2 separate regions of the Salmo salar genome follow, and region 2 is linked to region 1. Evidence: chromatin contacts called from public Hi-C data. All regions are on one chromosome and are shown on one strand. Each heading gives the region's core, a stretch centred on a gene start, on an enhancer-like site or on the middle of the called end of the contact. The rest is flanking DNA. Distances are from core to core; before and after follow the strand shown.

The links. Hi-C and Micro-C count contacts between places; a contact is called where the count stands out from the background.
Region 2: a contact with region 1 is called in a Hi-C map of muscle, with 3 times the contacts expected there. The contact joins the promoter of ptk7b here to the enhancer-like site in region 1. A contact is called at or near these places in 2 of 3 Hi-C or Micro-C datasets (gill and muscle).

The regions. Positions count from the first base shown.
Region 1 is chrssa18:4,326,083-4,331,901 of Ssal_v3.1, reverse strand. All of the region lies in intron 1 of ptk7b (protein tyrosine kinase 7b), which reads left to right. Among protein-coding and RNA genes, the nearest start is that of ptk7b, 89 kb to the left of the region's middle. Within about 2 kb of position 2,616, at least 1 of the 13 cell types and tissues checked has an H3K27ac peak or open chromatin away from gene starts, as enhancers often do. A contact at or near this core is called in muscle, where this site is marked.
Region 2 is chrssa18:4,415,313-4,421,131 of Ssal_v3.1, reverse strand. It overlaps ptk7b (protein tyrosine kinase 7b), which reads left to right and starts at 3,020. Exons shown (of 20, transcript XM_045700655.1): 1 at 3,020-3,601. The coding sequence starts at 3,481.

The sequences.
Region 1 (5,819 bases), core at 1,367-3,866:
CACAAGATGTATAAAGATGCATACACACACTAACAAAGCGTTAACGTGTTATGTTGAGGAATCCTTAACTGTTCACTAGTTGGTAGTTGATTATAAGAAGAAGAAGAAGATGCATTTATTGTCCAATGTACACTGATGTCCAGTAGAAACTTACTCCAACCCCTCCGAAAGAGACATACACATACAGCGGTTGAAGAGGCTGGAGCAGAGGACTTCTTGTGGACTTCTCAGTCCATGTACTGTCACCTTAACAGCCCTATAGCACTTTTACCCCTGTTGACCAATCTTCATCCTCTCATTGGACAGGAAGTCATTATCATGCCTGTAGAGCCCCACTCAGGTTTAGACGGCAGGGGGTTCTGGGTAATTAAGCTTTTATGACTGCACAGTGCTGCTTACTCACCGGATCCAGCCAGGCTCTTCTAGGAAGAGAGCCTGCATTGTATGACCGCAGAGCTGCCTGGAAAATGTCTGGCCTCCAGGTTTGTTTGATTTGGTCCAGCCAGACGCAGCATCTACGTGTGTGTGTTTGTGTGTGTGGGTGTGACAGAGACGTCAGCCTTAAATCTCCACAGACCCACACTCATCAGAGGCTACCCGTGTTTTCCTCCCGGGTTGTGTTCAATCTGGCGTTTTGCAATGAGAAGTACAAAATGAGAGTTTCATATTGGACAAGTCTGTCCCTGTTGTAGTCGGTTTTCTTCTGTTTGGTGGAATGAACGACCCTGGATTCCTAATAGAAAATGAGGATGGGAAAACACTTGAGTGCCTTCCCTTACCTTCCCACCCCCCAGGTCTGAATATTGAATGCCATGTCTTGTTTATTTATTGAGCCCCACTATGACCCTGCTCCCCTAACAGGCCCACTCAAATAAAATAAAATAAAATGTTATTTGTCACATGCTTCATAAACAACAGGTGTGGACTTACTTACTTCCCAACAATGCAGAGAGAAAGAAAATAATAGAAAAGTAAAATGCGTTATAATAAAAGTAACAATAGATACACAATGAGTAACGATAACTTGGCTATTTACAAGCAGTACCAGTACCGAGTCAATGTGCAGGGGTAATAGGTAATTGAGGTAGATATGTACTGTACATATAACTAGGAATAAAGTGTCAGAGAGTAAACAGTAGCAGCAGCGTATGTCATGAGTCAAAAAAGGGTCAATGCAGATTGTCCGGGTAGCTATTTGGTTAACTATTTAACTAACTATTTATCAGTCTTATGGTTTGGGGATAGAAGCTGTTCAGGATCCTGTTGGTTCCAGACGTGGTGCATTGGTACCACTTGCCATGCAGTAGCAGAGAGAACAGTCTATGATTTGGGTGGCTGGAGCCTTTGACAATTTTTAGGGCCTTCCTCTGACATCGCCTGGTATAGAGGTCCTTGATGGCAGGGAGATCGGCCCCAGTGGTGTACTGGGAAGTATGCAGGGATGCCGGGAGTGAGCATTCATTCTCAGGAAAACAATGAATATTGCCTTCTGATCACTTCAATAATTCCATTGGTTGTTGAAAATGTGCTTATGCCACAGGGGTTAGAGAGGGTTTTTAAGAAAACTGATAACGAGGAGGCAGGGGGGTGGGGCTGTTTTCCTGCCGGATTGTTACCATAGTGATGTGTAAGGCCTAGTTGAAAGGGGGAGGTGTGTTGGTGTCGTTTGTATGTGAACAGTGTCTGTGCAGGAGAAGTTGGTTGATCTGTCATATTCAGGTTACAGTATGAGGCTCTTATGCATTAGTGGAATGGAGGAACATATTTCACCACGGAGGATCCTGCAGCTTGAGTGGAGGAATATCTGGCCCAGAGCTGAGTGTGTGTGTGTGTGTGTGAGTGTGTGAGTTTGTGCATGTGTGTGTGCAAACCCTACAGTTAATCTTTCCAAGGAGCTCCATCTCCCTGACACTCCCCATGCCCATTCAGCCATCCTTTCACTCCCAACCTGTCTCTGGCACTAGATCAGTGAGCTAATATTGGTGCGCTCACAGGAATTTAAGTCATTATCTCACTGTTTTTAATTATGCAACTGAAGACATATTAGGTGTTTGTTTGATGTGTATGGCAATAGTCTGACTTTGGATTGACTTAAAATAAGGCTGTACTGGAATAGACAAGTGTACAGGCTGGGGATATTTTTATCCTCCCAAGCACCCCCCCCAACCTACCCAGCCTCCTCCAGTCTCCCCTATCCTTTTAAGATAGTGCCAGACTAATGGGTATTACAGACACCCCGCCCTCCCCCTCATCACCAAAAAGCCCAAATGTCTCTCTGAGGCAAAAGATTCGCTGGCAGCAGAATGAAGGAAATGAGGAATTCAGACTCCTCTCTTCCCCAGTTACATACCTCTAGTCCTCTCTCTTCCTCCCCTCCTGACCTTCTTTCTACCCTCTTTACTATTCTCTACATTTCTCCGCTGATCTTTCTCCTCCTTCGTTCTTTCTCTCTGCTTCGCTATTCCCTATATTCTTCCTCCTCTCTTCTTCCTTATTTCCTTCCTCCTTTCTACCTGCTTCACACATCTCGTTGTTGGCACATAGATCTGGCCGGAGCCCAGGTGCACACATGAGCCATGTCAGCCTGCAGAGAAAGAGGGGGAAGGGACAGACCTAGAGAGACAGAAAGAACAAATTTGAGGCCAGGACCAGGACAGGCAGCCAAGGATATTCATAGTCCATCTGCTGCCAAACAACACCACTGAGGGAAGCATCAGTTATCACCACCACTGATGCGAATAGCATCTTCTGCCATTCTGAAGACTTATTGTTCTAGTGCCTGATCTCAGCAGCCCGTAGTGTCTCTGACTGTCCCTAGCTGATGGTTAGTTTTGCAGAGCTAACCACAGGTCACAACACTCTGTCTCTGCTTCCTGATGCTAACTGTGTCTTTCCTCTCATCTTCCTTCACTCTCTGTTTAAACCGTTGGCAGTGCTAATCCTCACAGATTGTTATTTCAGAGTAGAGCTGGTACGATAAACCTAGAATTAACGACACTGACAAAACCAAACCAGTTAATAGCATTGTGGATATTTTGCTGTTATCGTTCATTATGATAAATAACCTATAGGGCCTTACTAAAGATAATTGAAGTTTAAAATGAAATAGGTTTGCTAATATTATTTATGTGACAATTGATAGCTACAACATTACAATTAGGAGCTGTAGTTTTAAGGGTAATATAAAAAAAAGTCTAACTCTGGTGCACATGAATGTTATAAACTTAGCGTTCAATTTATCATTATCGTGATATGGATATTTTCCCATATTGCCCAACTCTATTTCAGAGGCAGGAGACGTGAAGGCATCCTCCCCCTACTATCTATCCCCTTCATCCCTCTCCTTCCCTTTCCATACCCCCTATCCTCTCCCTTACTCTGCTTCATCTCAGAGCTGTCATATTACTCATTCAAGTCTACAGTATCTCTGTAGGGGAAGGATTTTAGCATCACACAAGTTAGAGTTCTGGGTTTTTCCCCTAGCGCTGGGTCAGTGGTCATATTGATCATTCAAGGCTATCTCTCCAGTTTGAGTTCCGGTTCTTTCCCTGTCCACTGGGCCACTTCGGCCTGGATAATCTATCAGCAGTCATATTGATCTTTCAAAGCTACTGTATCTCTGTAGGGGAATGATTTTAGCCTGACACCAGTTGAGGTTCTCCCCCTGAGCACTGAGCCACTTGGTCTGGAATAACTGTCTGTTTAATGGGCACTGTTTGCATGGTCACAGAATGCTGAGCTCTTCTGTTGTACAGTCTCCTAATCTTCCATCTCTGGCTCCCAATTCTGGAAAATATTGGAATGTTGGTTATTGTGCCTTTATTTTCAGTCTGATATGAAATCTGTGAAGTTATGTAGCCTTCGCTTTAGTCTGAGCTGTTAACACTATCATGTAAATAGCTTGTAGTAGATTTTGACCGTGTGGACATTGTGTGTGTAGAACAGTCCTCTCTTTGAGATATAAGCACCAGGGTCGTGTTCATTAGGGCATCCCTGTAAACCATAATGAGTCGTTTGGATGTCCGCGGATCATCACAAAATGTTCTTGGGACATTGTGTATTGTTCTCATGGAGGTTTGGTGTAGTTCCCAGTTTGTCCCAGGGATGTCCCCGAGGACATTCTTGGGATGTTGTGTCATGGTCTACTGGAGATTTTGTCTAGTCCCGGGGATGTCCCCGAGGACGTCTTATGGACGTTTTTGGGATGTTGTGTCATGGTCCCATGGAGGTTTTTGTCTACTTCCTGGTTTGTCCCTCGGACGTCATCCGATTGTATCAAATAAATGTTCAATGACTGATTTCACCTGTGGACTTATTCCTACACTTTGCACTTCAAAGTAAGTCTCAGTTCTGTTAAAAAAAACACTGAAAAAAAACTATTATATTTATTGTAGTGATTCAGAAGTAACATTAAAACAGAATAATATGCCCCACCAACATTAGACAACTATACTAAAAACCCAAACTCAGATAGCTGAAATAAGTCAATGAAAGCAATGGGAGAATATTTAGAATATTTACTGATAATTAAAATAGCAGTGCATGTGGTCAGTACTAAGTGACAATGTAAAATGTAATCATATTGTCATAGAGTAAAGATTTTTACACTATTTTAGCTAAACAGCGTATCACTTACATTAAAACCCTGATACTATTTAATTACTTTACTTATAATGGTTTGGGACACCTGGGACCATCACGTGACATAAACCTCCAGGGGACCATGACACAATGTCCTAAAAACGTCCCCGGGACAAACCGGGAACTATACAAAACCTACAAGGGATTAGGACACAATGTCCCAAGAACATCCCAAAGAACATCAGTGAGATAACGTTGTGACGAAACCCTTAAGGGACCTAATGGGAACATCACCGAATGTCCTTAGAACACCCACTGTTTGCTGCGATTAAATTTTTTTTAATGCTTTGCAATGGAAAAGGAAAATGCGCATTTTTGTAGTCCGTTTTCTTCCATTTGGAGCCTAATGAACATGACCCAAATAGTCCTGTAGGCCATGTTTTCCTCCAACTTCGGGAGGAAAAAGAGACGGATGGCAACAACAAACCAGCTCTACTGTACCTGAGTGAATCCTAATCCAGCCGAATCTGCTAATTGGCTCTATATTCACTATATACACACACACACACACACACACACACACACACACACACACACACACACAGATAGACCGTAGGTTATGGGTTCTTTAATAACACTGTGCAGACACACACATACTCACTGATACACTGACTGTCACGCACCATGTGTAATAACACCACAGCCCTCTTTCATGGCCACGATCAGATACTGTCTGCGAATGGAGCATGGGCATGTTTTTCTCCTCCTCTTTCTCTTTTCCTCCTCCTCGACGCCTGGTGCTCCATACTGGGTTGTATAACCTCTTGTCCCTGCATTCCCCTCCTGGATAGCTCATGTTCGGTTTTCCAGGGCTTCTGACTGTGTTGCGTGGCACTCTAGTGGGATGCATTAGGCTGCCGTTGTTTCAGCACTCAGCCTTTTATGAGTGGGTGTTGAAAACTGTTGAGAGCTCGCTATGCACCGACATCTCTATTTTAGATAGGCTGTGACAGACTTATGAGGGGAAGTGGAGAGGGATAGAGAGAGTGAGGTAGGACGATGAGCGATGACGCCCCTCACGTCTCTCCTATATCTCTCATACTGCATGGTACCCTTGGCCGGTCAGTCACTTGCAACAGGAAAATCGCAAATGCCACTCAGTTCTCCAGAATAGCACTATCCATGGCTCTCCAGAGGGTGGTACGGGCAGTGTCAAAGGAAGGCCAAGAAGATCGTTA
Region 2 (5,819 bases), core at 1,771-4,270, 89 kb before region 1:
GATACTTCTTAATGTCTTCATTTTTATTTGGGGGATTTGTGTGTATTGTTTTGTATTGTTAGGTATACTTCACTGTTTGAGATAGAAACATAAGCATTCAGCTGCACCTGCGATTACATCTGTAAAATATGTTACGCGACCAATACAATTTGATTTGATTTGAGAAGTTATAGCGGGTGCAGCGACATGCTTATTTTACTAGCTCTTAACAATACAGAAAAATGTTAGGTACACAAATAATAAAATAAATAAAGATTGACAAGAAATCAAGAAATGTCGGAAAAAATCCAATACCTACCCAAATAGCACTGAAACAGTAATCCGAATGCAATCCATACGTACCTACACCGGATGAATTTACACAAGATATCCTAGGCATGATATGTATAGCAGTAGATATATTAGAGTGAGCTATGTCAAGAATCCAGTATATAAATAAATATGCGGTGAGTATAAACAGTATAACTAAAATGCTATCTACAGTAGTAGAAATATTAGAATGAGCTATGTCGAGAAAACATTATATAAATAGACAGTACAAAACCCCATAGGAAAATGTATGGAATTGTAGGAAATTATCTTCAAGGATATAAGTAATATATGTATGTATAGACATTATGAACAGTATGTGAATAGAAAAGGTGAGTATAGCAGTATTTATAGCATGAGCCATGACCAGAACACAGTATATACTGTAATACTGTATAAAGTGTGTTAATTAGTGTGTAAACATTATTAAAGTGACCAATGTTGACTATATGTACATAGGGAAGTGGGATCTAAGGTGCAGGGTAGAGTACCGGGTGGTAGCCGGCTAGTGACAGTGTCTGAGGTTCAGGGCAGGATACTGGGCGGAGACCAGCTAGTGGTGACTGTTAAACATTCTGATGGCCTGGAGATAAACAGATTCTATCAGTCTCTCGGTCCCAGCTTTGATGCACCTGTACTGTCTACGCCTCCTAGATGGTAGCGGGGTGAACAGGCCGTGGCTCGGGTGGCTGGAGTCCTTGACGATGTTCTTGGCATTCCTGTGACACCGGTTGCAGTAGATGTCCTGGAGGGCAGGCAGTGTGCCCCAGATTATGCGATGGGCTGTCCACTCCACCCTCTGGAGAGCCCTGTGGTCTCTGACGGTGCAGTTGACGTACCAAGCGATGATACTGCCCAACAGGATGCTCTCAATGGTGCAACTGTAAACATTTGTGAGGGTCTTAGCGGCCAAGACACATTTCTTCAGCCTCCTGAGGTTGAAGAGGCGCTGTTGTGCCTTCTTCACCACACTGTCTGTGTGAAGGGACCATTTCAGTTCGTCAGTGATGTGTGCGCCGAGAAACTTGAGACTTTTGACCCTCTCCACGGCGGCCCCGTCTATGTGGGTGGGGGTGTGCTCTCTCTGCTGTTGTCCACAATCAGCTCCTTCGTTTTGTTGACGTTGAGGGAGAGGTTATTTCCCTTGCACCACTCCGCCAAGGCATTCACCTCCTTCCTGTTAGGCTGTCTCATTGTTGTTGGTAATCAGGCCTACCACTGTTGTGTTGTCAGCAAACTTGATGATTGAGTTGGAGACGTGCATGGTAACCGATGTGAAATGGCTAGCTAGTTAGCGGTGGTGCACGCTAATAGCGTTTCAAATCGGTGACGTCACTCGCTCTGAGACCTTGAAGTAATTGTTCCCCTTGCTCTGCAAGGGCCGCAGCTTTTGTGACGCGATGGGTAACGATGCTTCGTGGGTGTCAGTTGTTGATGTGTGCAGAGGGTCCCTGGTTCAAGCCCAGGTTGGGGGGAGGAGAGGGACGGAAGCTGAACTGTTACATTGATGCTGTTGACCCGGATCACTGGTTGCTGTGGAAAAGGAGGAGGTCAAAAGGGGGGTGAGTGTAACCGATGTGAAATGTCTAGCTAGTTAGCAGTGGTGCGCGCTAATAGCGTTTCAATCAGTGACATCACTCGCTCTGAGACCTTGAAGTAGTTGTTCCCCTTGCTCTGCAAGCGCCGTGGCGCGATGGGTAATGATGCTTCGTGGGGTGTCAGTTGTTGATGTGTGCAGAGGGTCCCTGTTTTAAGCCCAGGTTGGAGCGAGGAGGAGGAAGCTATACTGTTACACATGGCCACGCAGTCATGGATGAACAGGAGGGGGCTGAGCATGCACCCCTGTGGGCCCCTGTGTTGAGGATCAGCGTGGCGGAGGAGTTGTTGCCTATCTTCACCACTTGGGGTCGGCCTGTCAGGAAGACCAGGACCCAGTTGCACAGGGAGGGTTTCAGACCATAACTAGCCTCTCAAAGCACTTCATGATTACAGAAGTATGTGCTACGGGGAATAGACATTTAGTTCAGTTACCTTCGCTTTCTTGGGTACAGGAACGATGGTAGACATCTTGAATCAAGTGGGGACAACAGACTGGGATAGTGAGAGAAGGCTGTAAACACTCCAGCCAGCTGGTCTGCACATGCTCTGAGGATTCCGCTTGGGATTCTGTCTGGGCCGGCAGCTTTGCTAGTCTTAACCCGCATACATGTCTTACTCACATTGGCCACAGATTCACAAGGTCTATTCATGAGATGAATGCCAATCAAGAAGATTCTATTCTTATGCCTTTCCTAACTTGTAGGCTAGTAATGAACGTGTTACTACAGAAGTGTCCAAGAGTGGACAGGCTGTCAGTGTAAACTTGACCCTTTGATCGCCAAAGTCCAGGATGCATAAAGGTAACATTAGGTAACAAGCATTTCACTACACACGCAATAACATCTGCTAAACACGTGTATGTGACCAATAATTGTTTTGAATTACGCCTGGCTGAGAAATCAAAATCATTTGTTAGGCTATACAAACTGTACATTTAGGAAATTATTTTGAATAATTTGCAGTGGAGCTATAGTGTTTCCATAACAATTAAGTTATTTAATACACGTTGAACAAATCTCTCCTGGCTACTTTCAACCAGAGGGAAGCAGCATTGTATTTTTTATCCCTAGCATGCGATTACCAGCCTAGATACCGGAAGCGACGGCAATGGGAGTGAGTAAGAGTGCGCGTTGTAGGAGAAAAAGACGAGTTCCAGGCACCGGTGATCGAGACTCATGTGGGTTCAGGACTGAACAGGTCTTTTGATCGGATTTCTAGGTGGACGGCTCATAAGAGAGAGGTGGAATACGAAATCAACCAAAAGATTGTGCAAATACTAGATTAATATTCCCAATCTACATTTCTATTACAGACTACAAGAAGAACATGGGATATATGGCAAACTTGTTTTCCAAATTGATCTAACTATTCAGTCATATCTAAACAGTGCTCTTTTACGTGGTTGTCTTCCCTCTTTGTACTCCCGGAGAGGTGGTTGAAGTAGGTTGTCATACCTTCCATACCTTCTGCTCGACCTGCATAGGTTGTGCTCTTTTTGCGCAGACGTTGACGTGCGGAGTTCCCTGTTTTCCTTTTGTCGCTACAGTCGCTAGTACCAAGTAGCTTACAATCATGGAACTATCTACGAAGAATGACCGACAACGGCGAGAAGGCAATACAAACTCTAAGGTTACCAACACCAGAAAGCCACCGGTGGCTACTTTCCTCTCAATTGGCATTATTTGCATGAAAGGTAAGCTATAAACTCGCAAGGCATTCACTGTAGTCTACACACGAGCAGCCTATTAGCTTAGAAAGTATTGTCCGAGCTAAGGAATTCAAGCGCGGGATTTCTATACATTATTTGCAAATTGTATTTAACCTTTTATTTAACTAGGCAAGTCAGTTAAGAACAAATTCTTATTTACAATGATGGCCTACACCGGCCAAACTCGGAAGACGCTGGGCCAATTGTGCGCCGCCCTATGGGACTCCCAATCACGGCGGGTTGTGATACAGTCTATCTAGATCAAGTTTGACATCAGCTTCTTCATAGGGTTTTCAGTAGATAACTGCCCACGGTTGGTTGCCTGTGAACTACAATCCGACGCTGTGTTTTAATGTTTAGAAATGTTAATAATCGTTTGCAAAACGGTTTTCGAAACATGTTGATATGCCCCTTCTCTCAGCCTGAAATAATCTTAACAATAAAAAGATACTGTAGCAGCCATAGCCTTGGGAAGTAGGAGTGCTTCAGCACACCCAGAAGAAGGAAAATAAATAAAATTATATATATATATATATATATATATATATATATATATATATATAGTACAAAAGTAGTGCACCAGCCTTTACTAGTATTAGGGATAGATATAGACGTCTGTAGGGCCACAATTTCCCCCCCCAGCATCTCTGCTTTGGCAAAAAAAGTAGTTGTATAATTACCCGATAATGCCCGAGAAGCCGGTATTTGGAGGATATATTGTCACCGGTGTTGTTCGTCTCGGGCCTGCAAATCGTGCCAATATATCCTCCAAACACCGGCTTCGAGGGCAATATCACTTTTATACAACGGGTTACCAACATATTCAAATAATGATTGACATATTTCCATTAAAAAACTTTTTTGGGGTGAATTTATTCATACTATTTCATCCTTCCACAAGATATGCCCTGGCACAAATCTAGGGTTGCTACCCAAGCCGGCTGGTCGTTCTATTGGTTCGGTTGCCAGACACGCGACCCAGTCCTTCAGTCTTTCTGTTCTGTATCTAAGGACACTAACCAGTCGTTCTTTTTAAATGTATTATTACCATACTGGCTGGCAACGTTCTTATCCCTTGCTTCCTAGCTAGCCAACTACGGCTAACTTACAGTCACGTCAAACAGTTCAGCCAGAATAACAGCAAAGTAGCTTTATTTGTGTTTGTTTAAGCTGTTTTCTAGTGACATTTATTTGGATACATCCATAATAATGAGCTAATGATGCGCAATTTCGCCTGGCATAGAACATGTTCTTTCTTGTCAGGACACTGTTGTTCAGAAGAGCTAGCCAACAACACACCTACCACAATCACTTCAAACTGAAGTTGGAAAGACATCAAACTAGCAGCATTTTGTTTTGTTTTACCTGTTTTCTATTGATATATCCATAACAATTATGCCAGATAATTCATGATTTCAACTGGCTGAGAAAAGCTGCCCTGCCTGTCTGTCTCCTCCCGACTCCAGGGATGTTCATTACTATGGGACAGCTGGAGATCGAATTTCAATTTTGAAACAATGTTGCGAATGTCGGAGAAACAGACAGCAAGGTTTATACAAATCTCCACTGTTGAAAATCAAATGCTAGTCTAAAATAAATGGGAGATGATGCTTTTTAAAGTTGAGATCAAGTTTATAAATTGCCTGGCTGGGCTGATGAGACAGTGGATTGTGCAGTGAGATGGAACAGAGTAAATAGGCATTTCAACGTCATAGCTTTAGTCGGTGGTTAACTTGTGGAATAGACACTGGCTGGAATGCGGTTTTAACCAATCAGCATCCAGGATTAGACCAACTGCAGTGAACTTAAGAACATTGTCTGGCAGGATTCAATAGTTGGAATTGTAAGAGTTGTTGCCCTGTGCCTTTCTCTGCAGTTGTCATTCTAATGGAATCCAGAAAGAAGAAAACCCTGTGCTCAAACATTTACATCAAAAGGTATAAAGTTATGTGCAAAAACATCCACATCAAATTAAATATTTTTCTTGATCAAATATCATGGAAAACAACCACTTCTTGTGCAGTATTAATTGACCATCCTTACAAACCACTTAATGTAAATGTTCATTACTGTCATCTGGTCATCTAGGTTTGTACCTGTAGACTTCATAACCATGAAGAAAAACAAGGCACAATACAGTATTTGAGTACATTAAGACATCAAGTGGTTTGTGATGATGTGATGTGGCTCAGTTGGTAGAGCA